Regions from separate parts of the Mus musculus genome. Here regions 1, 3 and 4 are each linked to region 2. A link is a contact called in public Hi-C data. All regions are on one chromosome and are shown on one strand. The core of a region is the stretch at or near the end of the contact, and the rest is flanking DNA. Distances in the headings are between cores, read along the strand shown.

Region 1 (7,472 bases), core at 162-2,661, 230 kb before region 2:
AATATTGCACGTGTTTCCGGGCATGAAGTTGCTTTTTAATTACAAACAACATTTGTGAGCTTCCTGCTGGTAGCACCATTTGTGACATTGGCAGGAACTGAGTCCAAATGGAGAGAAGATGAACTCTCTCTCTGCCTCGTGAAATTAAACAGAATAGAACAGTGTCATTTGGAAGCAAGGTCCACACCGTCCTGAGAAAAAGTAACGGATGTTGTTTGGGGTGCAAATTCCCAGTGGAGAGAAGGATGTTTTTTGTGAAATTTCATTGCTGGTATTCCAAAAAAAAAAAAAAAAGGTGAGGTTTTTGTTGTTTGCCTTTCTCTACTTGACAATTTACAGAAAACTTGAGAATCCTAACTAAAAGTATCATTTTAGCATTTTCCCAAACTTTGTAAAAGTGGTTTGCAAATGGTCTTAGCTTACAATGGTGCGTTTTTGTTTGTTTGTTTGGTTGGTTGGTTGGTTGTTGTCGTGGTTGTTTTGTGGGAGAGGGAATTCTAGAGATTGGAGCCAAAGTGTTGCCCATGAAAAGCACCTCGATATCACACAACCACCTCACAGCTCCGCAAAGCCTTTTACACTTCTGTAGCTCTGACATCATCTATATTTCCTAGAGGCAAAGGCAGGAAGGATCTGCAGTTCTATTAGCCACAGTTGTTGCCCCAGCCTTCTCTCAGCCAACAGTCACTCTGATTTTCCCTAGGGTCTTTCTCTGCATGACAAGGAATCTAATGATCATAATGTAATTAAGATTTACTGAGCATTTACTACTTACAAGACACTGGATTAAATGTTTTACATTCATTATCTCACGTAATCCTTACTCCAACTCAGGGGGTTAGGTAGCGTCGTTATCCCCTTCACAAAATGGGTAAGGAAGCTGCAGCTGGAAGAGTCTAATTAAATTGTCAAAGAATACTCATTCTAATCATTGCCAGAGCCAGACTCTGGTTCAGACCTGCTGACAACAAAGCCAGCCCTGTGAAGAGCTCGCCTTGCAGGGTGTGCTGAAGACTCTCCAAGATGAGCCTTCTCGGGTTTTTACTAATTGCAATTGCGGAGAACTAGTCAGCAGCAGCCTTCTGTTCAGCAAGGGAGGCCGTGGATGGACATAGACAGATCAGACTGTTTATTTAACAAGGCAGAGAACATGACCCAAGAAGAGAACGCAGTTGGCTGTTTGTTAAAGCGAGAATAGCAGGGTTATAGATGCTTTGTCTCTCCCTTCAGATCCTAAGGAAGTTTTTAATAAAAGTTTATCAGGTGAATGGAATATTTAGGATGTAATGTGACCCTCTCTGTGGATCATGTGGTCTTTTCAGAGTATCTTTTCCCATGACTCTCTAGGAAAGCCCACCAGTACAGTCAAACACAGGATGGGCATGCTGTTGTAACCAAGCTTATTCTTTGAAGTTTGTTAGTACTCATGCGTGGAATGTTGGGGAACAAGCTAACTGCAGCCTCAAGGACTTTTCACCAGAAGGGGAGACACAGATTGCCAGATTTTGCTGCAGTTTTCTGTGGTGTTCAGTCAAATCTAAATCTTTTGGAACTGGGGGAGGGCAGCATGTGAGTGTGGGGTCTTTCTGAATATGCTCATGTGGTAATGTGCCCGTGCATTTGGGTGCACGTGTGTGTGTGTGTGTGTGTGTGTGTGTGTGTGTGTGTGTGTGCCTGTGTGCCTTGGGTGCCTATGTACCTTTGTGTATGTGCAGAGACCAGAGATTAGTTGAAACATCTTCATCACTTACTATTCACATTATCTTTGAGACAGAATCTCAATTGAACCTGGAGTTGTCTAGCCTAGGCTAGAAGCGCTAGGGGTTCATTGATCTCCACACTCTACCCTAATTTAGTACGAGTATTGCAGATGCCTGTCTTGTCTGGCTTTGCATGTGTTCTGAGAACACACACTTAGCTCTCCATGCTTCTAAGGCCCTTTTAAGCCATCTAGCTAGGCAGTCATCTAGCTATGCACCCTTTCAAACTACTTAATGCCTCACGGTTGATCCCATGACTGTCTATAACCTAAAACACTCTACCAGCTGAAGGTTAAGGCATTCTCTGATTTTGTAAATTGGGGATTTGTGAGAGAATGTGGGGCTGGCGTTTTACAAATCTTCCTGCTAGACAAATAGGAACTAGTCATATAGTATCTTCTAAATTCCCTGACTTCTAGCCCCATGCCTTATATTTATCCCGTACCTAACACAGTTTCTAAAATGAACCTTGCAACATTTGCATTCATGCGCACTTACTTTCCCAGATCCTTCGAGGGAGAATTGATGATCTTTCCCTCCAGCAGTTTCCTTGGCCTGGGTAATTGATCAGTCAGTGGGTCACTTGGTGCTCATTTTTCATCTCTGTGCACTTTGGGTCTTAGTTTTTGCTTACTGGAGTGACTCCCTGCAGAGCCCAATGAAACCAGACCTAAGGTGGCCACATACATCTCTCCTGATGGTGACCCTCATCTGCTCAGCAAACATTCACTCATTCCTGTTTCACCAAAGCTGAAGCTGAAGCCAGCAAGTCCTTTCCCACAGAGCAGTGCTGGCTGAGGTTTGCTCCTGATACAGAGGTCAGTTCCCCATCATCAAAGATGTCTGCAGATGGGAGTTACACCAGAGGTCCCCCTGCTTTCCAACCATAGAAGGTCACAGAGACGCTTTCTGAGGGACTCCAGCTGGATCTCCAGCACCATTTCTAATGCAAGACGACAAGGAATTCTGTCTCCTCAGGAAAAGCAGACAGCAGTGGTTCTGTGTGCAGAGGCAAGTACCATGTTGTCATGGATCGCCCAGAATGAAGTCTCAAAGAAGCAGTGGAAATTCACCTCTCACAGGATTCTACAGTTTTCATAGTGAAAATATGCACATGATGACTACAGAGACAATTTAACATTGTACAGTAGGCTTAAGATTTCATCCATTGCTATAACTGTGGCTGTATTACCTTATCTATTCTCAGGGTTTCCTGATTCTCTTTGTACTAGTTCTTCAGTTAATTATACTTTTTTTTTTTTGGTTTTTCGAGACAGGTTTTCTCTGTTTAGCCCTGGCTGTCCTGGAACTCACTTTGTAGACCAGGCTGGCCTCGAACTCAGAAATTTGCCTGCCTCTGCCTCCCAAGTGTTGGGATTAAAGGCATGTGCCACCACGCCAGGCTATACGTTTTGAAGAATTATTCTTTATATTTATCTAATATCCCATTTACCTGTGTACCGTAGTAAACTTAATTTTTCCTCTACTTCTCATGCAGGTTGTTTGGAAAATATAACTTACATGCACAGGTTATCAGTTAATTCACGATGCAAAATACTTATAATTATTAAGACCACATTTATAAATGTTAGAAATTTAAACGTAAATTTTAAATATTACCTTCTACAAGGTTGTATCATCATCATAATTTTGTGTACACATAGTGATAATTTGAGTATTCTGATTTTACATACATTTGCTGCTTTACTGGTAGCAAATACTGGTAATTAATACACATTAATTTCCATGTTTATATTTGAGTGGTTTTGTTCCATTTTATAATACAAGATTTGCAGATTTCAAACTTAACCAGTGAAGACCTGTAAAGAAAAAAAAAACTATGTTATCATTTTTAAAATCACGTATTTAATCGTTCTAATATACCATTTTTAAATGAGTAAGTTTGAGCCAAGATGATAGCAAATAGTGATTATTAAAGTCATCCTCTGGTTAATTATTTCTTTTCTAAAAATTATTGACTTGTTTTTATTATGTAAACATGTGTGTTCCTGCACACCTGTAAATGGACCATGTAAGGGAACATGGTTGTAGAGACCAGCAGAAGGCAACAGATCTCTTGGGATTGGAGTTAGGATTGTGAGCTGCCCTATCAGGCTCTGAGAATCAAAACATGTCCTCCACAGAGGCAGCAAGCTCCCTTCTCTGCTGAGCCTTCCCTTTCATGCCCTTATTTTGCCCACGGAAGACAGAAATTACGATTTGCCATGTGTATTGAATATTCTTCCCCATCTCAGAAGGATGCCTCCCCTTTACATCCCTTGTCTACTGGTCTACTGTTTCTTTTCTGGTTTTTTTTTTCTTGAAGTATGCAGAACTCATTTGGCTGGAGTTATTAATATGTCACCATGTCCATTCTCTCTGAGAGGTTCATAAATCAGCCATAAAATATGTGAGCCTGCAGCAAACTTGGCGTGTATTCTTAGCCCAGAAGCAGTTTTTCTACCTTTTTAAATGAAATAGTTCCATTTTGTGAACTTACAAAGGGGTGACATCTGAATGTTTCTTGACTCTCTGTTTGTTATGCCTCGTCCCTAGAAAGATTTTGTTCCACGGGAATATAAAATATAGAAAATTCAGAAACCGTTCAAGATGACTGCCTGTTCATTTGTCAGTAGATCAGGAAGTATAAAGTCCTCAGGAGTGAACAAGTGAAGGATTATCACCTACCTATCAGGCCAATCACCAAACACCCATTATGTCCCAGCTCCTAAAGGTTCCGCAGGAGAGTCTGGGAAATTGTTCATGTTCAAATCACAGCACTTCCTTTTCCTACTCCTGAAGAAACAATGTCCAAAGTGGAGTGAATCACAGAGAACTTAATAGTGTTACTATATAGCTGAGAACTAAAATTATTAATAATCAACTATAGCAACAGAAAAGCCTCAAATTTACTTCATCTATCCCTACCTTTTTAAAGAGAAAAGGGGAATGAGTATGAACAGTAATCGTACCACCAAGGATTTCTTTCTCAGTAAAATATTTAGTTTCTATATGAAAACCATCATAGGGTGCCTAGAAACAGTTGGCAACCCTTGAAACAGCTCACTGGGTTCATCAAGATCATACTTCACTTACAAACACTGTTACCAGCTCATGAAGAAAATGCTCCAAAATTACCTAATTTTGTATTTCCACTTTAGAAAATGTCTTCCTGTTAAAAATACAGGAAATGGAAAGGAAATCTCAATGAAATGTAATATTATCTGAACACATAAGGAAAGTTTTCTAAGATAATGAATCATTACCCTGTTTTTTATATCTCTGAGGATAGGTAAGATATTTTTCAAACTTTTCCAGATGGTTTTGGGATTTATTATCATTTCATAGTGAATCAACCATTTCAGAGTCACAGGAATGTATTCCCTGATGAAAATTATTCATCAACACAACCCCATTGCCAACTCTGCAATATATAATGTTTTTCACATAAGTTATTTTTATTTAATTCGTTGTTATGATCCACAAAATTCTTGACAATCAATTTGAGTAGCATATCCATTGTATCATTTCCTCACTTCCATTTCTTCATGATAAAAATTCAAAAGTATAGAGCACGAAAAAAATGTTCAATTCAAATATCATTTACTCTTACAATGAAGATTATACCAAGACTCTTCAGTTTACAAAATCCATTTCAACTTTGTAGGTTTGAATGAGAAAATTACATTCCAAGGTATCAACTGTGAGGTACATCAGCTGCATTTGCTTTGCAAGCCTATAGCTACTATTTCTACTAATATCTTCTCCTATACCACAAAGCATTGTATGTAAATGTATAAATGGGGTATATGAATATATTTTATATTACATAGATGGCCTTACTTAACTGGAAGGAAGGGTAAGGCAGTGTGACTTCAGTGGAAACTCTGAGTATGCAAAGATTTCTACACCCAATTCCCCTGCTTTTCTGGATAAATCCAATTCTATTCATGGCCCACTATCCTTTGCCTACGGAATTCTGTTCTGTAGGCTCATCATTATAGCATGTGTGTCACACAACTCCCAGTTCACTGTGTAGCACTTAGATTGCATTGTCAGTAGGGAACATACTTCAGCCTTGATTTGGTAGCAAACCACAACTTTTTCTGAAGGAAAATAGAAATCCATTACAAAGAGTCTATGTCCCAGGGATCTACACTGCTACTCCACCACGGAATCAGCACAAAGCTCCATCTAGCATCTATCACAGATGCTCTGACTGTCACTGAACGGTGAGATCATATTAATGAAGTCTCAGATCAGCCTGTGCAGTTGCCTGGATCTAGTAGAGTTTTCTCTTATCTGGCTTCCACTGAAACTTCTGAAATGGGATAAAGCAACAGACAGAGAAGAGGGATATGGTGATCCACAAATCAAATAAAATCCTAAAGGTTCATCCTCTTTTTGGATTCTCACAATTGCACGTCTCAAACGTAGGTTTATCTTTAGTTAAGAAGAGAAACCTGGACTTTAGAGGGTTTCATGCCTTGCTATGGATCACATGGGAAGGAAAACACAGAGATTAAAAGTGAACTGAAGACTCGTATTTACTTGAGAGGTCTCTGAATCATATTCTGTTTCCTTGCATTCTCTATACTCTCTGACTTCCCTAAATACAGAGTTATGAAAGTATGCTCTTTCTCTCCCATCATTCCCCAGTTTCCAGTCATGCACATGTGATCTAACTCAGTGCTATGGCTGTGGGCTTCTTTAAGAACGGTGGGAATACCAAATGTAGATGTTACAAAGGACTGGTCCTTAGATAATGAGTCACGAGAGCCCAGCAGCATCCTTGTGCTTTCAGAGGGATTGGGCTTTGAGCATGTTTTCATCCTCTCTTCCTAAATCCCCTTGAGCTGATCAGAGTAGTCAGAACACTTAACCATCAGGCATAATCTCTGGGTTATCTGCAAATAAACTTATTTTACTAGACTTCTAGCTACATCTTTAGGATTTTTTTCAATAAACAATTATTAGATAAACAAAAATCTATATTTTTCACTTTGTATAAAAAAGTCTGAGCACAGATACTTTCAATATTAAATTTCTTAAACATCTAAAAAACTCAATTTTTAAATAAGTTCTTCTGAGAAATAGAGGAGGAAGGAGCATTTATGAACTAACTCTGTAAGGTCAGTAGTACTTTGATACGGACATCACACAGAAATGATAAGAGGGTTACAAGCCACTATACTTCCTAAAAATAACAGCACAATTATTTCCAATAAAGTATTGCAACAAAACCCAGTAATATATAACAAAGGAATACTTGTCATGAACACATAGTCTTTATACCAGGAAAGCAAGATTGGCTACACATCTGAAAAGTAGTTACCCTAATAAAACAGTTTTAACAAAGGGCAAGCATAACAACTTCAATTTCAAGAGTGCTTGACAAGTTTAACAACTTTCATCTACCATAAACTACACACTGAGAAGCCTAAAGAGCTCTAGTTTTTGTATGACCAGTCTCCTGTAATACTGTAATGCACATCTGAACAGTATTGATAGATAAACTTCCACTGGGAAATAACTATCTTATTATTTCTGAAGAAGAGTGAACACAAGATTCCATTCCTAACAAAAAGCTATTTGCAAATGATATCTGCTTGGAAAGGGAAAATCTGTTTTCTCCAATGGAGTGACATTAGGTATATTAACCACACTCTATAGCAGGCCTCATGCTTAGTAATGGTTTGAAAAAGGGAAAGA
Region 2 (7,416 bases), core at 818-3,317:
CATTGAATTGTGACCAAAAGCTGGCATCTAGTAAGTGGACTGCTATTTGAATTGGTATTAGAAGATTAGGAATTTAAATAGAGTAAATGAGATATGGATTGAAGATCCTTTGCTATAGAAATACTATTTTATATTCAACTTGGAAAAAATGACATTAAATCAAAACATTTCAGCAAGGACCTCAGAATGACCCTTAAACATAAAATATATTCATTTCTTTCTTTGGATTTTTCTCTGCTCGTGAAAGTGTGTGAGTGTTCCTGAACAAAAAAAAAAAAAAAAAAAGCCTGCTAAGAAATAGTACTATTTCTTTCTTTCTGTGCATAATGTGTATGTCCTTTCAGAGAGCATGAATAGAGAGATAGTAAAAAAGTAATTGTAATATCAGACTAAATTTAAACTGGAGGTACACGTTCTCCATTTTACAGTCAATAAAACTTAAAGGGGACAAAACTCAGGTTGGGTCCTTCTAGGCTGAGATCAATAAAGAGCCTCCATCCTTATTAGGCAATGTCAGCTGCAGTCAACCACTGTCAACAGGCAATTTGTTCTATCAATGAAGCAAATCATCACTACAAACATGGGACGGGGCTGCAGTTTTCAATCCTGCCTTGAATGTAAAGTGAAAATAAAAAATAGATGACAGATACATATATATATATATATATATATATATATATATATATATATATATGTGTGTGTATATATATATATATATATAGAGAGAGAGAGAGAGAGAGAGATGATAGATTGATAGATGATATAGATGATAGCTAAGTAATAGATGAAGAAATAGACAGTAGATAGATAGATGATAGGTAAAGATGGATGATAGGTGATAAATATATAATAGAATAGACAGATGATTGATAGATGATAGAAGGTAGATGATAGATGATAAATAATAAATGATATATGACATGTCATAGATAGATAGGGATAGATGATGGGTGATAAATATATAGGTAATACAATAGATAAATGATTGATAGATGATAGATAAATGACAGATAGATATATAGAAGATAGATGTTAAATGCTAATGATAGATGACACATAGATGATAAATATATAGATGATAGAGGATAAATATATAAATGATAGATATGTAGACTAGATAATAGATAAATAATAAATGATAGGTTATAGATAATAAATATATAGATTATAGAATTGATGGGTAGGCAGACAGATGATAGGTAGATATGGTAGGTAGGTAGATAGATAGATAGATAGATAGATAGATAGATAGATGATAGGTAGAGATAGATGATATATAGATAATAGGATAGATAAATGATTGATAGATGACAGATAAATGACAGATAGATGATAGATGATAAATGATAGATGATACATAGATGATAAATATATAGATGATAGAGGGCAACTATATAAATGATAGATATGTATAATACATGATAGATAAATGATATATTGTAGATATTAAATATATAAATTATAGGATGGATAGATGATAGACAGATGATAGATAGATAGATACATAGATAGTTAGATAGATAGATAGATAGATAGATAGATAGATAGACAGATAGATAGATAGTTAGATATGATAGATGGGCAGACACATTTTCTTTTTCTTTAGAAACAACAAACCTTCAGGAAATAAAGGAGAGCAGATCTTTGGGTTAACACAAAGGACATTTAAAAAAATATTTTCCTAAAACCAAAGAGAACTATTTTTTTATAGAATATACTGCCTCAACCATACCCTCTAAAATCTACTCTTATAATCTAAAGCTGAATAGACACAGATATTGAGAATCTTGGTAGATACAACCAGCAGTGTCCATAACGGTTGAGACAACCCACCTAGAGGAAGGAGAGGAAAGGGAGGGGAGGGGAGGGGAGAGGAGGGGAGGGGAGGGGAGGGGAAGGGAAGGGAGAATCTTCTAGGTTTGTGGGTCAGGTGATCTCCCAGCTGTCAAAACTCTTCCGATGATATTCTGGCTAAGGACCAAAGCAGAGCTATCCTTGAGAACCTGCTCCTTGCTGTAGTACAGCTCTCATTCACGGTTTGCTTCTGTGCCTGGGGCATTCTGGGAAGAGCCTGATTTCACCCTGCCAAAGTCTAGCAGCTTCAGGTCCACGTGAATCGTGAATCGCAAACACCGGAGAGCAATCAGAAATGCCCAACAGCCCTGCCGCATGAAACCAAGAAGTTACAGAGGAAAGGTCGGGACGAGGAAAAGGCTTTACTCTTTCCCATGTGTTTGCATTTGCTTCAAAAAGATTTCTCTTCTTGGAAGCTAAAAACCCAGAGCAACCTTTGCTACCAAGGGAACAGCTGCGGTAGCTCTTTGAGGATGGCCCCGTTCCAGAACTCAGGTCTGACAATCCAAGAAACCTCTCTAGCTTTTGGCTCTGAACTGATCATCACACGAAACTGAACGTTCGACAGGAATAAATAACACTCTGGGGCCTGTTGTTTCAGGTGCAAGCCATCCCTACTAAGTTTAAAGATGTTAAAAATCACCTACCTTGGTTGTACTTTCACCATAACCAAAAGTAATACAAATACAGATTTTAACAATCTTTTCAGGGACTTCTGTTTCCACGCACTGGGAGCTGGGGATTCACACATATAATTCCCATTAACACTAATAGGAGTTGGAGTGTGTACGCCAATTCCCTTGTGTTGAAATAAGTCCATAACCATATGGATACTAATAAATACATTTTTAATTCCAGTTTTATGCAGATTTTATGTAATATTTTATACAACACTTAGCAAACTCTTTGGAGACAAAGATTGCTTCTATTAATTCTCACAAACAGAGACACAAATTCCTACAAAACCCTGGTTTTTGTATAATATCCACTTCTTTTATTAGGAAAAGATTCGCCTAAATTCTCGAAGCAGTTTTAATCCACCTACCTCGTGTAAAGATTTTTTAAAGTGTTCGGGCATTTTGTTTGTTCATTTGTTTGCAAACATACCTTCTGTGCATGTCATAGCCTCTTGACCTTGATGAGATTTTTTTTTTTCCTTCCAGGTGGGTGTAATTTTTAAATTGATAAGCATGACACAACCTTTAGACGATGCTTTAGTGCCACCTGCTGGAAGATCCTTTAAAAGCAATGAATTTACTTTCCTTTCCAAAACTCAGAACTAAATTACCTGGAGACCTTAATAATAGACACAGTAATGAACTAATTATAAATAATATTTTAAAATATAATTTCAAAGATAGTTAGAGGAAAAAGAAACTAGTCAAGGAAAAGAAACTTTTCCCGTTTGGAGTTTGGTTAAAGAAGGAATAAAAGGAGAAATTGGTGAGAAGAGACAAGAGGATTAAACAGGATTAAACACTGATGCAATTCATGTGTGTGTGCTTGTGTGTGTGTGAGTATATGTGTGTGTGTGTGTGTGTGTGTGAGTGTGTGTGTGTGTGTGTGTGTGTGTGTGTGTGCATTTGTGATACTTAGAATTTAGGCTCTTTTGGAGTATTTTGTGGGAAATCATTTTTTTTTATTTTCAATCCTCAGATAAGTTTTAAAAGTTTATTGTATGCACATGGAAATAAAATCAAGATTTACTTCAAAATTCAAGAAAATTTTAGTAGCCAATGTCACATTGATTCGGGATTTGCTAAAAGGGGCTCCAGTGTAAGTACCAAGAGACGTGCAATTTAAATAGATTTAAATAATAATAGGGTTGACTTTTGGAAATGAAATTCCATCTTAGAAACATATTCAAAACAGCACATATGGTGTTTGAAAAAGAAAATTAAATTTTAAAATTTTAATTACCTTGAGCTCAGTACAGAATAAAATGCTAAGGCAAAATCCTCTCAAGAAACAAGTGTTGATTTATCTGAATTTAACAAGGCAGCTTCTGACAGAGTGCCTGAGTCTCTAAAGACCCCAGGCCTGAAAGGTTGGCTCCTTGGTGAGAGTTTTGAACCCTCCAATCGCAGCTCGGCCAGGCCCCACACCCACCACCTTCTTGGAGTCAAAAGAAGGGAGATGCATACAGCATTCCCCATTCTTGCCTAGAGAAGCAGCCAGAGGTGGAGTTCCACAAGAGATTATTCATTGACTTTGAAAGTGAGGATTTGGGACAGGCCCCATTAGGCCCCTTTAAACGCAGTGGCTTCCACTCTGTATCATCACACTGGGCTCCCTTAACTGGAGAGAAAACTTTAAAAGGCTTTAGTCCTTTCCAGATTTAGTAAACTGTTTCATAAATAATAGGCCTTTTATTTTAATGTCACTGGAACCAGAGGAGGAAATTTACAAAGAAGAAGAAAAGAAAGGCACTCTCTTTCTTTTGTCAGCCAAACTTGACAAGAGAACAAACTAGAACTTTGAGTGTTCAACGTTTTCTAACTGAATTAAATATTTGATTTAAATACATATCTTATTATCCTACAAAAGCACTTTTCACTTATGCATCCCAACACACCTAGAAAGAAATACATGAGAAGCCTTTAATTCTGTCAGCTTAAAGGTAAGGTAGTTACTTCACTATGACCAGTCTCCAAGATGCCAGGGAAATATTATAGTCATAAGATATTTAGAACAATTGCAGAATGGGGGGTTATATATTACATTAAGTCACACTGAGATCATCTATCCCTCCCTCCCTCCCTCCATGGTTAGAGAAACTGTTGGAAAAAGAATAAAAACCTGTTTCTATAAATACCACCAAAGAAGACAGTTAAAATGAATACATAGATTTTTTTGCCCCTTAAACCAGGATTTCAATCATTTTTATGTCTATTCCACAAGAAAAGCCCTAATATGATGCAGCTCTTTCCACATTCTCAGGTGCTCTAAATGTTATCTCCTTGATGCACATGCCCAGCTTCTATTAAACACTAATGGTGAGACTGCACAGACATTCCGAGGACACAGTAGCCCTGAGCAGCTTTTACTCCTTAGATAGGAATAGGGGATGTGCTTTCAGGATGCGCTTTAGCACTGCAGTAAAATGGACTGTGTTTCCATTAATGTTCCTTGGGAGAACACATTGGCTGGTACTCAAATTATATGGATGGAGTACAAAAGAAATGGGCTTCCAACCATCACCAACTGAATTTGTCTTAAGGAGAGGTAAGTGTTGACTAACTAGCCCCCAGTAGGTGTTGCTGTATGTGTCTCCATAACTCTGCACCAAACACTCTGCTATGTGTGAGAGAGGGTGATCATTAACATTCGCCTTGCCTTGTATACCAGTGACCACAAGGGAGAGGTCACTGATGCACAAAGCCTAAATGATAGTCTCTAAGCTCCCTCGACACTCTGCGTCCGTGTATTCAACCTGTAACAAATCTCCCTACTTCTCCATAGACGTTCCTGAAAATGACAGAAACTGGAAATCCAAAGCAGGTTAACTTGAAGCAAAGTCACCATGCTGTGTCTGCCTAATTCTCCATTCCCTGTCTGGTTGCTTTTGTCCTCATCCATTTCTGGGAGATTTTAAAAGCACATCTCCACTATCACAGCTGAGAGCACCCTTGGGAAAGCCCTGCCGAATCTCATTCTCCAGTGCAGGATCGATCATCACTGTTCTTGGGGTCTCTGGAAACCACATTCCAGCAAAGGATAAAAAACAGCATTTTCTTTCTACCCAGGTCATAGGATAGCATTTCCTGAGCACAGATTTACTCGGGTCCTAGAACAAATGTATCTTGCATTCTGTAGACAGGCTCCTCACCCCCATTCCAAAAAGTGAGGAACTGACAACAGTTCAAAAATCCCAAATAGGGATATGACTTGTCAACTGCTCTTACCTACACCACTGTCTCTCTTTCTCTCTTATGTCTCCTGCTCCAACCTCCTTCCTATTTCAGAAGAAATCTAGAAAAGTCCTATTCAGCTCAACAGGTGCCGATGGAATAGACGTGCATAATTCTGACTGAATCTGAGCAATCGTGGTAAGTACTGCTAGAATGAATTCTCGGGACAGGCAGGGCCTTGGGTGGGATCTCTAACACCACACAGCCAGAGCATATTTTGACTAGGACTTTAATTTTCCTTCTAAAGAAGAAGAAATTCTCCAGGCAGTGGGCTAATGTTCGATCCCAAGACCACATTTGTAAAATCCCTCTCACGGCCTTCATCTCCATCTATAGCTGCTCTGTGGACCACCCTTAGTTTTCTTTGTTCCCTAGAGGAAATGACTAGGAATCATTTATTTGATCTGACTTTACCTTGTAATTCTTTTTTTCCCTATTCTTGAAGGCAAGCATGCAGTTTAACTTGTATTTACTGATAAATCTGGATCATTTGCATATCAAGAATAATTTAATCACCAGGTATGGATTCACCAGGTATGTAGTATAAAGCAAGAAGAGACAATTACTTCAAATCAACTCTTAGTAAGCTAATGCTTACCAGATATGTAGGAAATAATGAATCCCAAGCGAATGACAAAGAGCAGGGGACCATAGAAGAACATCATGACACGAGAACCAGGAAGGCACAGTCAAAAGGACAGCATCCTGCTCTATTCTCATCTAAATCACTGCTGAACTGTTGGAAGGATTTAGTAAGACAAGGGACATTTATAGTTTTCCAGTGCATTGTTTCACAGAAAGATGAGGTCAGGTTCTGACAGGAGCTAATTAATGAGTAAATTGAGACAATAAAATAGAGAATTTTAGGAAATTATGTTGATAAGTTAGGAAAGAGTTAAGGGGAGGGACAGGAGTCTAGAAATGGGTAAGGGCTGACACAGTACAGACAGCTGATCTGAATTTAGGGCACATTGAGGTTATCATAATGGAGAAAACAAAAAGAAAGAAAATTTATGATAATGACAGGAATGCCTTTTCAGTGATGGACATGGAACTGATTTCGCTAAAAGAGATGTCCGCGCTAACTATTGATGAAAAGCTGAATGGACAAAGAGAGAGAAGTGGTATAAATGGCATCCAACAGTTGCCAAAACAGTGGCTGAATAGATAGGGCAGAGCTTGAAGCGTGGGGTACATACTTTGCAGGAAAAGGAATTATAGATGGTGATGTGGTATTGCAAACCAGTCTTGTAAAGTGTAGGAGGGCATCAGAGAAAGGCAGAGGCCAGGATGAGAAGTCAGGTTCCCCCAGAGCCCACTCCTCCCATGAATTCTGAAGACAGGTAGAATGACGCCGCCAACACGTTAGTCTGAGCTAAGCGTGTTAGTATTTGTTAACAGAACATGAATAGTAAGGAGCTTGGGCAATAATGGCGGTCAGTGAGGGTACTGACTCTCGTCTACAGTTATGTCAGGGAAAAAAGCTTGTCTACAGTTATGTAAGGAGAAAAGTAAGAAGTGGATACAAACAGTGTGCCCGAGAAGGAGCCTGAAATTAATTCAAACAAGATGGAAGGAGCTCTGAGTCCCAAAGTGGAAGCCAAAGTAGAGATTTCCCAGGACATAGAAACAGCTTCACGGTAAATGGTTT
Region 3 (6,692 bases), core at 2,982-5,481, 200 kb before region 2:
ATAAAATGATTTCTAAATGCAATGAAATCTGAAATAATAATGTATATGTCTTCTATCTATGATGAGACAAAACTAAAAAGCAATAAGAAGAGGGACTTTTAAAATTTAACAAATATATTGAAATTAATCAAAACTCCCTTGAATAATAAATGGGGCAGTAAATTATTCATAAGGCAATATTAAAAAATACTTGAAAAAATGAAAATTGGCACAACAAACAAAGATATATAGGCTGTTATGTTTAATTTATAGTTTAAACTACTAATAATATCAAACCAACAATATATTAAAATGATTGACTATATAGTGCATGAGACCCTAAGGTTAATACTAGGTGTGTAAGAATGCCTCAAAAACACTGATCAGTAAACATAATACTTACCAATAAAGTGGAGGGTTGAAACACTGTGGTTGCCTCATGTGGTTTCAAACAGAAGTCAATAAAATTCAACATTTCTTCAGGATTGAAACTCTGGAAAACTAAATATAGGAGGAATATATCCCTGCTGTGTGAAGACTACATAGACTAAGTCCATAGTCTATATCAGATTATGAAAAATCTAAAATTTCTTCAAAGATCCAACACGAGATTTAAAACTAAGCCCACTTTATCACTTATGTTAAGTGCAATAGGTGGACTTATGTAGAACAACAGTAAAAGGTCATACAAATATAAACTTGGGAGTAAAATTACATTTGCTTGAAGCTAGTATGATATTATAGGGAAAAAGAGGGGCTATAAACATGTGAAACAGCAAAGTTAATTCAGGAAACATGTCATATATATAACGTCTCACAGAAACTAACTTCCTATTTATAGGCCAATAACACATTGTGTAGGATGAAATCAATATACGGCTCCAAACGGAGTTGAAGTAGAAACGTCTGGTTCCTTAGAAAGTTACTGGCAGCAAATGATGTTTTGCTGGGGCACACAGGTGAAAGGATGTCTTGCTAAAGAAAACACGTGAAAGGCTGATTTCCTGAAGCAGCCACAGGTGAAAGGATGTTTTGACAGGTGATGATGAGAATGCTTGATGAAGAAGTATAAATATGACCCCACAGACAGTGGAGGACGAACACTGAGCCTTGGTTTGGTTTGCTCTGCCTTGCTATTCTTTGCTAACAATGCTCATTGGTTGTGGTAACGCTGCCAATTGAGAAAAATGTGCCCAAAAACTGCTGGTGAGGCTTAGCCTGTTGGTAGGTTTCTTAAGGATTGAACTATAACTGCAGGTTGGTTCATGCCTGGTGTCTGCCTGCTGAAAGGACTGGAATGTAGCTGCCAGTTCATGCCTGGTGTCTGCCTGCTGAAAGGACTGGAATGTAGCTGCCAGTTCATGCCTGGTCTCTGCCTGCTGAAAGGACTGGAATGTAGCTGCCAGTTCATGCCTGGTGTCTGCCTGTCTAGAGGGCTGGTCTGCAGCTGCTGAATCGTACTTAGTGTTTGGTTTGGGACTGAACTGATCAGAAAAAATATCAAAGTTACCCCCAAAGAACTACTGCTGAACTACATCCCCCATATCCTAATGAATTTTCCCTCTACAGTCTCTGCTGGATGGTGGGCTAGAAGAGAGGTTGAACCTTATTAAAAAAAGTAGTTTGAGAAGATGTATGCCTATACACAATGGCACAAATACAGTAAAATAATTGGCAATATATTTATACATCAAATTGAGTGATGCCTACAGTGGAAATTTCAAAGACAGGGCAAAGAAACTGGAGAAGATATGAGAGGGAGAAGGAGAGAGAGAGAGAGAGAGAGAGAGAGAGAGAGAGAGAGAGAGATCCTCCACTATCCATGGCTTAGAAGAATTAATATTGTTAAAATTTCCATACTACCTAAACAATTTCATATTTGTTCAATTGCTATAAAGATACTAGTAACATTCTTCAGAGAAGTTAGAATGTCACTCCCAATTGACATTTCTAATATTTGTACGGAATCCCAAAACATCCCTGAATATTCAGAATGCTACTGACCACAAAGAGCAAATCTAGACCATGGCAGAATATTACTTTAAAACATATCACAAAGGCTACAATAATGAACAGCAATATCGTGCCAACATAAAGACACACCAATCAACAAAACCAAATAAAGTCCAAAATAAATCAAGATGTTTATAAACAGCCTGGTTTTGACAAAGGCAGTGAGTGCCAACAGTGAGGGAAACTTCTCCTCAATGGATGATGCTGAGAAGATGGCCTGAGAAGGGTGAACATTCTACCAGAAAGCAGTGGTAGGCACAGGAGATGATGGACATGAAGGTGGTCAGAATCTCATGATCACATATTGTATACATACACTAAGCTATATACGTCACTACACCCCACAAATACGAACAATGAACACAGGGACAACGTTATGTGTTGACCCTTTTGTCTAATCTCCAGGATTCCTGACTGTAGATATTCAGGAATTCTAATACCTGGCATCAAGCATTTGAGATAAGCATATACACACCGTGATTCAATATCTTACCGTGAGAGCTCTAGTAACTTAATTTTCTATACAAAATATTCCTTGATACGTACAAAATTAAGTTTAACAGAGATTTTTCAATAATTTAAACTATAATCATATTCTTTAGTGAAATCAAATGCATGATGCTGATTCTAACAATGTTTAATTTGCCAATCTTTATAAGCTATAAGAGGAAGATTAACAATACACAAACTAAATTATAAACGTATTTCTAGATTTTAAATTAAAAAGAAAAGAATGATTTTAAATTTTGTTTACTGGGTGTGCTTGGTACATGCTTGCTGCATGTGCACATCAAACTGCTAGACTGGTAGCAAGCTTTTTTTTTTTTTTTTTTTTGGTTTTTCGAGACAGGGTTTCTCTGTATAGCCCTGACTGTCCTGGAACTCACTTTGTAGACCATGCCGGCCTCGAACTCAGAAATCCGCTTGCCTCTGCCTCCCGAGTGCTGGGATTAAAGGCGTGTGCCACCACACCCGGCTCTGGTCGCAAGCTTTTGGCCTAGGTTCTAGGGATGCGAACTCTATTCTTCATACTTCCAACAAGACATATTCTTACACACTATGCAATCTCTCCAGTCCCAGGAAAATAAAAGCCTTAAGGAATTATCAGCTAATTTAATCAGACTAGAGTGAAATAGCAACGATGGTATTTACTATGAACAAATAAATTCAAGGGTTGTATAGGCATGCGTGCGCACGCACAGCACACACATACAGGCACGCAGGCACTGAAGGCAGCAGAGCCCTACTGCTCCTATAACAGAGTAGCCCTCAAGCGTACTACTCTGTTACTGTCATTTTATTTCCTGGAGTCAGCATCTCTCTCTCAAGCTAGACCAAGTTTCAGGGATATTCTTGTTGAGGTTACAGGCATGAAGCATCACTCCACTTCAAGTGGGTGTTATGGATTTGAACTCAGCCCCCTGCACCCCTGGCCTCCCCCCCCCCGCACCCCCCCCCCCCCCCCCCGCTTATACAGCAAGCACTCTTACCCTCCGAAGCATCTCCCATCCCTGTTTCATAATATCAACTGGTTTCCTATACGTTCCCATCGACACTGGATGTTTTCAGTAGCATTCCCACAGCACGTTCTTCATTTTCCTTACTTATTTCTAAATGCAATTTAAATTCTAGAGGACACGACACAGATCTCTCCGCAGGTGTATTATCTGGCCTAGCTTTTCTGTACTTCCTGGAAGCTTAAATGCATGGAAGAACGCTGTCGCTCTCTGCTGATAATTGCTGTCTTTCATTTCTAGGAGATCGCATCGTTTGTTCGAAGGAAAGGAAGGGACAATATTTCCATGTAAACATAAATTATGGAGAATGTATCGGGTCTCTTGCTGAGGACATAGGCAAGTTCAGTCGGGGAGGATGGTGGGCTTCCTGGTGCCCTCCAATGGGAACAACAGGCTTTTGTTGTTACTGCAGTTTTTCCACTTGAGAAAGACAAAGAAGCAGAAAATAGACACAAACAGGGATGTCTGTTTCCAACTTCGAGGTAATTGAGGGGTTGGCTCATTCTGCTGAGAGAGCACCAGAGGAAAAAAATCCATTACTGGACTGGAGCAAAGAACCTAGGGAGAGGCCAGATTGCCAGAAGTATGGATCTCACACACAGAAAGCAAGCATGAGACAGGCCCCCCACAGCTTAGGACAGAAGGGCTTCTTCCCTGCCCTGCAGGAGCCAGAAGTGAGACTGAGGATGCCGAACAGTCTGGCCTTTGAGGGGATTTCGGCTTCCAGATGCCTTGCAGTACTGCCAGGCTGAATTATGTTAATTGAACCTCTTCCTACAGCAGGGTTATTCCAAAAGAGGTCTGCCAGGGTCCAGCTAAGTATGCATGCCGAGAAAGAGAGCACAGGACGCTGCCAAAAAATGTGGAGGGGGTCCACACACCTGAGCCAACATGCATTAATTAATTAATTAATTATTGGAATAATGGTCTCAAAACAAGTTAAAACGTTTCTGCACTTTGAGAAGAGACAGTTTGCTCAGTCCTCATTGCAGTGCTCAGAGAGGGGTATGCCATGTAGCCAAATTTACTACTTAGGATCCTCTCCAATGACCCCTTGCCTTCTGCCAAGAACACCAATGAGGAGTACAGCTAAGTGCTTTTTATGCAAGGTGACTGGGCTATTCTACACACTCTTGCCGAGCGGCAATGGACATGGAGTGCTTCACACTGCCATCAAGGGAAGGACCAGGCTGTGGGAAGTTTATGTAAGAAGGGTCCACTGTGAAATAATCAAGAGCCAAGGTTTTTGTGTGATTGCCAACAGATGATGATAGACTAAGAATGGCTGATGGTGGGGGGCGGGGCTTGTGGTAGGGGGAGATGCACACATAGGAATATGGTTGGGAGCAATGCACACATAGGAATATGAGTCACAGCAATGGGTGAGAGCAGACTGAGAATGGGAGAAAGGAGAAGAAATAAAATAGAAAATCAGGATTAAAAAAATCTGTTTCTCTGCAGGTTTTGGAAAGTATATTCTTCAATTAAATTCCTATATTTATGAGAGAGGATATGCACATACACATGGATAGATGATTGATAGATAGATTAGATAGATGATAGATAACATTTATATAATCACACTGTGTATTTATGGTAAATGAAGAACTTCATGCTCATAATACTGCTTTTTAAATAAATAACCTTGTCCTGTGCTTTGTTAATGCTAGTTCGTGAGCAGACATCTCTCTATCCATTAATAGTCAGATGCATTATCTAGAGGCAACTAATTCCAACTCATATTGCACGAGTTGATCTCCACAGATCCTTAGTAGTTATGTCTTCCAAGTGGAGTCAACCAAACCCACAAAGCAGAATTGGATGGGGACAGGTCCTAGGAGAAACACATCTGGAAAATCTGGAAAATATCTTTTTTTTTGTATCCACAATGCAAGTATGAGTGAAATGAATTCTAACGATGAAATGAGTATCAGACATGCACACACACACACACACACACACACATGCCACACATGAAAACTATGCATTTTATATTTCAAAATATTGTTTTCATATTTACCCAGTATATATGTGTGCACACCAAGTGTGTGCAGTGCTCACAGAGGCTGGAAAAGGAAGTCAGATCCCCTGTGGCTGGAGTCACACATGGCTGTCCTTTTTGGAACTGAAACATAAACCTAGCTCCTTTGCAGCAGCAAATGCTCTTCATTGGTGAGCCACCGATCCAACTACAAGAAAAAGTATTTTATCAATTTTGGAGTAACTCCTTAATTTCTCCAGATTTTCATTTTATCAATACATTTTATTTGGTATAGGAGAAGGCAGAATCAGTTCTTTACAACACCTCAACAAATACAAAGAAAACCAGTTTTCACAAATCTATGTGACCATCTTTTTTTGGCTTCTGTTTCAATATACAGAACTCTGACTAGTGTGTGAGTGTGTGTGTGTGTGTGTGTGTGTGTGTGTGTGTGTGTAAGAGAGACAGAGAGAGACAGAGAGACAGAGAGAGTTTGATGTCAAGAATGTAAGGCCACTGTGTATGTGTGTGTATATGAGTGTGTGTGTATGATTGTGTGTGTGTGTGTGTGTGTGTGTGTGTGTGTGTGTGTTTGATACAAGAATGTAAGACCACTGTTCTGCCTCTGGTACGCCTCGCAGGGAGAACAATCAGAACTTTTCCCTCTGAATAAGGAGACTGAAATTGTGTCCCTGTGCAAGAGACTATGTGGGAAAATGCAGAAAATGTTTGGCCTTCAGAGATTGCTCAAACAAAATTAGGACCATGTGAGTTCGTATAACACTGGGACAGTAGCCATAAATTTAAATGGCTGAGCATTAAGAAGAGAGAGAGGTTGTAGCTGTCTCTTGTGAGACTATGCCGGGGCCTAGCAAACACATAAGTGGATGCTCACAGTCAGCTATTGGATGGATCACAGGACTCCCAATGGAGGAGCTAGAGAAAGTACCCAAGGAGCTAAAGGGATCTGCAACCCTATAGGTGGAACAACATTATGAACTAACCAGTACCCCAGAGCTCTTGACTCTAGCTGCATATGTATCAAAAGATGGCCTAGTCGGCCATCACTGGAAAGAGAGGCCCATTGGACATGCAAACTGTATATGCCCCAGTACAGGGGAACACCAGGGCCAAAAAAATGGGAATGGGTGGGTAGGGAAGTGGGGGGGGAGGGTATGGGGGAATTTTGGGATAGCATTGGA
Region 4 (7,261 bases), core at 2,247-4,746, 170 kb before region 2:
TGTGGCTGACTTCGCTTCAAACTCCTCATTTAGCCTTGTGAGTACCTCATAGATATGGACGTTCTCCCTCCAGTTAGGGCTCAGTGACATCAGTGATTGGGAAGAGTAAGATGCACACATGTGCACACTGACTCTGATGAGTGCGATGCACACTTGTGCACACCTTGATTCTTAGTAGATGCACACATGTGCACACCTTTACTTGGATGAGTAGATAGATTGGTGGTGGATTCATCTTACTATAAGTAGAGAAAGGAATGTGGATGCTAGTGGACACCAGTCTGCTGGCACTGCCCCACTGCTGATGCATGGAGAGAGAAGGTCTGTCTGGCCACCAGACTTCACTACCTACCTCTGGCCTAGAAGAAAAAGATTATGCACTTAGTCCCATCAGAAAGACAATAGAAGACAACTCCCTGATTATCCCTCTCAAACCAAATACAATGTCCCAGTCAAAGTTAACTCTTTCCTCTCCCCTTGCTTGATGTGTAGTCTTAAGGTCAACCTCCTAAAATCTGTTGTAAGGATGTATACGTGTTCTCACTTTATTCCATTTTTGTGTAAAAAAAAGTCTGAAATGAATATTTTCAACAACATTGTACTTAAAACAAAGACATTAGGTTTGTATAAGTTCCTGCAGTAGCCATTATTACCTATACATACTACACTGTACTTCATCAAGGAACAGGTAAAGAAAGTATATTGTTGTCCTATCATCTTGTGAGTTCAGATTCTATAATTTAGAGCACTTCTCAGCAAGATCCAATCAAGGACAAATTCATCAATTTGGCATTCGTGTGTAGAGTTAAGTTTTATTTTATAATGCAAACAAAAGCGGGAAAATGGGCAAGAAGAATCTCAAAGTGTAGACTGAAATGGCTTATTGCTTGTGGAAATGGGAGAAAAATATATAGTTGTGTTAACAGTATTTCAAGGGTCTCTTCTTCCTGTTAATTCTACTCTGGTTATGTAAAAGTTCTTGGAGTAAGCCAGGTAGATGAATTATATAAACTTTCTTTGCCTTTTTTGCAAGAGTTCTGTAAGTCTAAATTAATCTCAAATGATAGTTTTAAATAAACCTGTCCCCTGCATTGTGATTATCAGAGGCAGTGATGTGTGATATCCTAGTCATCTCTCTTTAATTCCACTCCCTTTCCCAATTGGTCACCAAAGCATGTCATTTCTACTTCAAGTAGTCTCTTGTTTTCTGAAACATGCTCTGCTCATGTCTCTTAGTTTTAGCTGGGATATCTACAAGGGCTCTATGTTAGTGTCCTACTTTTATATTTCTAAGAACAACTAGTAAATTCCATCACAGAATTGGCTAGAACTGATTGATTCATTGCTGGAGAGACAAGTGATCCTCTTTAAAAGCAATATTCTCCAATGTAGAATCAGAGGAATCCAAAATGGATTTCTTGTAGAAAGGCAGTGATAGACATATTTAAATAGATAGGCAATACACAAATGTATGACAGATAGTATAGATAATGGATTAATATATAATATAAATACCAGGTAGATGGTAGATAGATAAATAGATAAATAGATAGATAGATAGATAGATAGATAGATAGATAGATAGATAGAAATAGATGATAGATGTTTATATGTTTGATGTTGGAATCTGCAAAGAGCTTACATATTAAAATAATATGACATCATTACTTGATAGATACATGTAGTCATGAATAACTGTTTCAAAAAGATTATTTTATCTATGTTTGTTTTTACATGCCTTTATCAATCTCAGTATATAGAATACATGTGTATGAGTAGGAGTCTAGTCAATTCTACACAGAAAGTTGTAAGCCTGCAAGGGCGATGTAGTAAGACCCTGTCTCAATATATATGTTGAGGTATATAAAGAATATTTTATCTGTGTGTTTCAGACATACAGATTTCCCGTGTTCTACTCATATAGGTTAGAAAGAGGAGGGCTGAGAAGGGAGGACATAGGGAACTTATATGGCCAACATATATGATATACTTGGCTAAAAAGGTGTTACTATGGAATTAAAAATCTGTTTAATGAATACATATTGATACATTGTGGGTTTGTAAAAGGCAGCTTTCAGTGGTATTGTTGAAGCTCCAACTACATCCCTTAAGCACAGCCCTTCCTTGGTGTTAGCAGTGGTCCCTCATTTCTGCTTTATATTCAGCTGCAACCATAAACAGCCAAAGCTGTTTATTTTCATCTTATTACCTCCAAGTCCTTAAGTGTATATTCTTTTAAATGTGTACAAGTTAATCTTAAGTAAAACTTCTAGACCTCAAAGGATTGGCCTGTCTCCTCTAATACATATAATAGCATCCAATAATAAATGGACTGATGACCGCCCAGGTAAAGCTGAAGTAATATCTATTTCAAAAGAACTTCTAAAAACTCAATTTCAAGAAATAATAGAATGTGGTCTTAAAATTATTCCTGGCCTTTACAAGCCTCCATCTCCGACCCAATTTGCCACATTCTAATGCTGTTTACCGAAATGAACACAAACATGTCAGGTTTTCCAGCCTTTCCTTTTGGTATTATTTTTGCAGAAGATTTTTGTTTTATAAATCTCTGACTTAAACTTTCCAGCTTCAGACTGGGCAATGGTGGCACACGCCTTTAATCCCAGCACTTGGGAGCCAGAGGCAGGCAGATTTCTGAATTTGAGGCCAGCTTGGTCTACAGAGTGAGTTCCAGGACAGCCAGGGCTACACAGAGAAACCCTGCCTCAAAATACAAAACAAAACAAAACAAAACAAAACAAATCAAAACAAAACAAAACAAACAGACAAACCAAAAACTGTCCAGCTTCCCAACTCCACCATTTTTGATTCTTCTGGGAAAGATCGTGCAGTTTTTTAACGCTTAGTAGCTTATCTTCATCATGGTCCACGTGTCTTTATTTTTTTCTTTAAGAATTGGGTTACATATTTGCACAACATAAAGGATAACGGGGAGGCTTTCCTCTTAGCAAATTTTCCATTTCCATTTCGCAATAAAGCAACACCTACACGACACCACATAATCACTGGGTGAGGGCTGAAGGGTTAACAGAAAATTCAGAATTCCAATCTGCACCCGGGTGTCATCCGTACAAGCTTCTGGCTGCTTGGCTATTTCCAGTTGGAGTCACAGAAATGGCATGGTCCACATTTCCATAGAGCTCCATTCAGTGAAGAAAATCTATCCTGAGACTTTAAGCCTTAACAAATTGCTGAGGGATGAGGCTACAGATGACTGAGAATCTTTGAATATTTAAATATTCTGAACCCACACACGGTAAATATGGGGTTTAAGGCTATGGAGGGTCAGGCAGGAACTTCAGCAGGGAGGAAATAAAAGCTTCTTTGCTTTCCTCCCTGGTAGTCTGCTAGTTGGCTGTAATGTTAAGTAAGAACCTTGGCTTTAAATATTGACAGCTGAATGGTCTGCCCCTTGAGGAGGTCCTTCCAGCAAGGGCTGTGTGTCACATGGGCACCCCCTGCTTTAGTTCTGAGGCATTTGGCATCAGGCCCCTCCACTATCATGTGCAGCTTGATCACGCACAGCTGGGATGGCAATGGGCTTGTTATTTGTAAAACAACCATGAATTTCACCACAGGCCTTCTACCAACATGGAAGCATCTGTGAATCAAACTGTTCCCCAGCTGTTGATCTGCTACCTGCAGAGACATGTAGTACAAAGTCCTATTAATACTTCTGGCTACACCCCCCAACACACACACACACACACACACACACACACACACACACACACACACACACGCACCACTACCACCACCACCACCACCACCACCACCACCACCAACAACAACAACAACAACACCATGGGTTCATACAAAGTCAGGCCCCTGTACTACACCGCAGAGCATCAGCCCACCCAAAGAGAAATCTCTAAAGATGTTTTGAAGTTACAGTTAGGGTTTGTGAGGCAGATCTATATTGTTTAATTCTTATTTATTTATGAGTGTGTGTGTGTGTGTGTGTGTGTGTGTGTGTGTGTTCATGTGTGCACATACCTGTGAAGAATTGAAGTGAGTTTTGGATCAGAGCTGAATTCCCAGGCAGCTGTGACCCAGGCACACCATGTGCATGCTGGAAGCTGACCTCAGATCCTCTGGAAGAACAGCAAACATCTGGACAACTGAGCCATTGCTCCAATCCCCAAAATTAAATTTTAGTTTCTATAGTTTAGCATAAGGTTTTGCCATGTAGGCAGAAACACATTTTAAAAAGAGAGAGAGAGAAACCTTTGCATGGGAGTGAGACTCAAGTTCTGGGCACAAGAACAGACTCTAGCCCTGTCTTTGGACACAGGCTTATTGAAGCTCAAAAAATTTTTATTTCTTTATCATTGACCACACATATTTCAAGTTTTAATTAAAAGCTCTGATTGGTAGCAATTTGTAACTGTACAAATGTATTTTTATTTAAAAACAAATTGCACTTATAAATCATTTGTTAAAGCATGCATAACAGATTTTACTTTGGTAAATGGAAACGGTCACCCTTTATATTAAAAGCTAAATAATAATATGTTTAATTTGCAAAGAACATTGATTTTAGCTTAAATACCGGATAATAATTATAATAAATGAGAGAATACACCATTTTGTAATTCAGTTCAGGTTTTCAAATGTTAACGGAACATACAATATGCCTTGCTTCAAAAATCGGACATCATTAATGGTTCCAGTTTGTCTGATGATTGTAAAATTCTGTGAAGATCACACTAATGCCTGTAACCCATGAAGCCATAGGAGGCTACTTCTAAATTAGCATTCTAGAAAATTATAACAAAGTCAGTGTTTTCCTCAGCCAATGCTCTGCCATTTGTAGACTTAGGTTTCTTGGAATCTGAAGAATATAGATGCCCTCTTATTAGAATACTTCCATGCAAATGTAATACACAATGTTTTAATTTGTTATTTAATTTTTGTTCGATTGTTAAATTTTCAGATAATAGGCATATTTTAGGTTAGAGGTGTGTTGTCTGCATTCATGCTGTGCTTTTGGAGACACGGCCCCAGTAACAGTTCACCTGATTAGGACTTGATTGCTCTGAGGAACACTGAGTGTTTAATGCACAGAAAGTTTCTTTGTTCAAGGCGGGTCTTACACTTTCCTCATGAGCATGGGTTCGGCACCATTTCCATGTTCCAAAGAATGGACTCTACAGAACTCATTCTAACTCATGGATCTCATTTTTTATAATTAAGAACTGTGTCATTTGGCCATGTACCCTTCCAGGGGACACCTAGGCAGACAACCTTTGGGAAGTTGCTGTTACTCTCATCAAATCCCGCCATTTGTGGACACAGGCTTCCCAAGGAAGCATTGCTTCTATGTCTTCCTGGCCTTGGATATTGTTGAAGGCAAAGGAAAATCCATCTGTGTCTCTCTTTTTCAGAGTCTCGGATAAACTGCAGTGCTATTTATTCATTTGTCAACACACGGAAAAAAATCCTAAAATCATAAAAACAGGATGATTTCCCCTCGGTTGTGGAGGAAATTTTTGAGAGTTTGCAAATCTGTAGAACTTTTAGAGAAAAATAACATGAAATAATGTGGGGGCTTGTTTTAATCCCCATTATTAGTGCACAGTAATTATGGAAGCCTGTGCTTAAGACATAAAGACAACGGCATCCGCAGTGATGGGACTGGGAAATCAGAGCTAACGCTTAGCCTAAGCTGCACAGAATTGACTTAGAAATAACAAGAACATACAACCAAGAACATACAACTAAGATTTTTGACATTAACTGTGTTAGGATCATTTTTTCTCTCTCCTGGCTTTAACGGAGAAAACCTGAGAAGGAACACTGATGTTTTAAGGACGTTGTCATTTAAATACCTAGGAAGAAACCCTGGCTATGGCATGGACTCCTGAAAATGAAAAGGATGAAGAACTAACACTGACGAGCACTGCTCATAGACCTTTAAAATAAAGTTCACATATAAGCATGCGCACACATACTCAGACATAGGAATATATAGTTCTCTCTTGTTACCTGAAAGAATAGGCAGTCTCATAAGCTACTTGTATTAATTTCCTACAATGGATATCATGAAATAAAATAAAAATCAAAAACTGCTATTCCGGTGTTTCTTTTTTTTTTAATTTACTTTAGATGTTATAATAAGTCAACTAATGAAATTGGAATATTTTAATCAACTCTTAAAATATTTTTCTAAATACATTTTTTCTTACTGCTCTTTTTAAAATCAAAATAAATATCTTAACTCAGTTTCCATACCAATGATAGTAGTGATTAATTAATACTCCCAAATATTCACTTTAAATATTCACATAGATCGTACCATGCTGTTAAACTCCGAACATCTGCAGATGAGCTCAAAAGTAAAATAAAATGATTGACACTTTTTGAAGGGCAGAAGGAAGTTTTATAATGGAATATTTTTAAGAGTATGGGGTCCATAATCATTACCTGCTTGTGCACTTACACAATTTTCTGTAGTTTTATTAATTATGCCCCTCAGAACTTCAGAGAAGGAGCAGAAGTTAAGGACATATACCAGCCTTTCTGAGGACCCAAGCTCAGTTCCCAGCGTCCACATCTGGTGGCTCGCAGCGGCAGCGCAACAACAGCAACAGCAGCAGCCTTGATCTTCTGCTCCGGGGAATTTATTTGAATTCACACAGATGCACAGGAATACCAATAATTAAAAATAAATATTAAAAACTAAACTAAAATAGAATTTATGGCTACAGGTTTGAGGACTACACAAGCGAACATGATAGAATGCTGGGGGAAGGGGAAGAGAAATGGGGCAGGTGAGGAAGATGTGTCCCTGCTTTGGGCTGGATTTTGTTCTGGCTAGCAGAGGAGGGTCAAAGCCAAGCATAAGGATTCCGTTTTAAAGTTTCCAAGGAGCTCTCTGCAAGGCGTTCGGTTTCCATTAAGGGCAAGTGAAGAAAACAAGATGCCTCCTACCTCTTTCTCCCTTTCTCCCTTCACCTATCTTGTCTACTCTTTCAATCTGTTCGTATCCCCTCCCCAGCCAAATGCCCACCATTCACCTGAGCACAGCACCAGGTTGACTTGTCTTCCTGCTTCTTTATGCCTCAGAAATCCATCAGCCACGCAGTTGAAAACCCAAACTGTAGGAAGAAAACCAAACTGCCTTAGTGGATGCAGATTTCGATCAGTCCTACTTAATGGGTTTTTCTTTAAGCTATGGAAGAGCTGTGAAAAAGCAACAGAGCATTTGTCTCCCAGATAGATGAAGAGTACAAAGTGA

Evidence for each region. Hi-C and Micro-C count contacts between places; a contact is called where the count stands out from the background.
Region 1: a contact with region 2 is called in a Hi-C map of cerebellum, with 2.0 times the contacts expected there. The contact joins two enhancer-like sites. A contact is called at or near these places in 1 of 15 datasets of contacts at CTCF or cohesin (the NIH/3T3 cell line), 2 of 484 Hi-C or Micro-C datasets (cerebellar granule neurons and cerebellum) and 1 of 115 datasets of contacts at active chromatin or transcription factors (the NIH/3T3 cell line).
Region 3: a contact with region 2 is called in a Hi-C map of cerebellum, with 2.4 times the contacts expected there. The contact joins two enhancer-like sites. A contact is called at or near these places in 5 of 484 Hi-C or Micro-C datasets (cerebellar granule neurons, cerebellum, myeloid progenitors and 1 more) and 1 of 115 datasets of contacts at active chromatin or transcription factors (the NIH/3T3 cell line).
Region 4: a contact with region 2 is called in a Hi-C map of cerebellum, with 2.2 times the contacts expected there. The contact joins two enhancer-like sites. A contact is called at or near these places in 11 of 484 Hi-C or Micro-C datasets (ECoMG myeloid progenitors, the HPC-7 cell line, cerebellum and 7 more) and 1 of 115 datasets of contacts at active chromatin or transcription factors (trophoblast stem cells).

What each region holds. Positions count from the first base shown.
Region 1 is chr3:151,333,275-151,340,746 of GRCm38.p6, forward strand. No RefSeq gene overlaps it. Among named protein-coding and RNA genes, the nearest start is that of 4930555A03Rik, 43 kb to the left of the region's middle. Within about 2 kb of position 1,412, at least 12 of the 459 cell types and tissues checked have an H3K27ac peak or open chromatin away from gene starts, as enhancers often do. A contact at or near this core is called in cerebellar granule neurons and cerebellum, where this site is marked.
Region 2 is chr3:151,563,789-151,571,204 of GRCm38.p6, forward strand. No RefSeq gene overlaps it. Among named protein-coding and RNA genes, the nearest start is that of Gm24458, 41 kb to the right of the region's middle. Within about 2 kb of position 2,068, at least 6 of the 459 cell types and tissues checked have an H3K27ac peak or open chromatin away from gene starts, as enhancers often do. A contact at or near this core is called in cerebellar granule neurons and cerebellum, where this site is marked.
Region 3 is chr3:151,362,305-151,368,996 of GRCm38.p6, forward strand. No RefSeq gene overlaps it. Among named protein-coding and RNA genes, the nearest start is that of 4930555A03Rik, 71 kb to the left of the region's middle. Within about 2 kb of position 4,232, at least 22 of the 459 cell types and tissues checked have an H3K27ac peak or open chromatin away from gene starts, as enhancers often do. A contact at or near this core is called in cerebellar granule neurons and cerebellum, where this site is marked.
Region 4 is chr3:151,395,970-151,403,230 of GRCm38.p6, forward strand. No RefSeq gene overlaps it. Among named protein-coding and RNA genes, the nearest start is that of Adgrl4, 38 kb to the right of the region's middle. Within about 2 kb of position 3,497, at least 2 of the 459 cell types and tissues checked have an H3K27ac peak or open chromatin away from gene starts, as enhancers often do. A contact at or near this core is called in cerebellum, where this site is marked.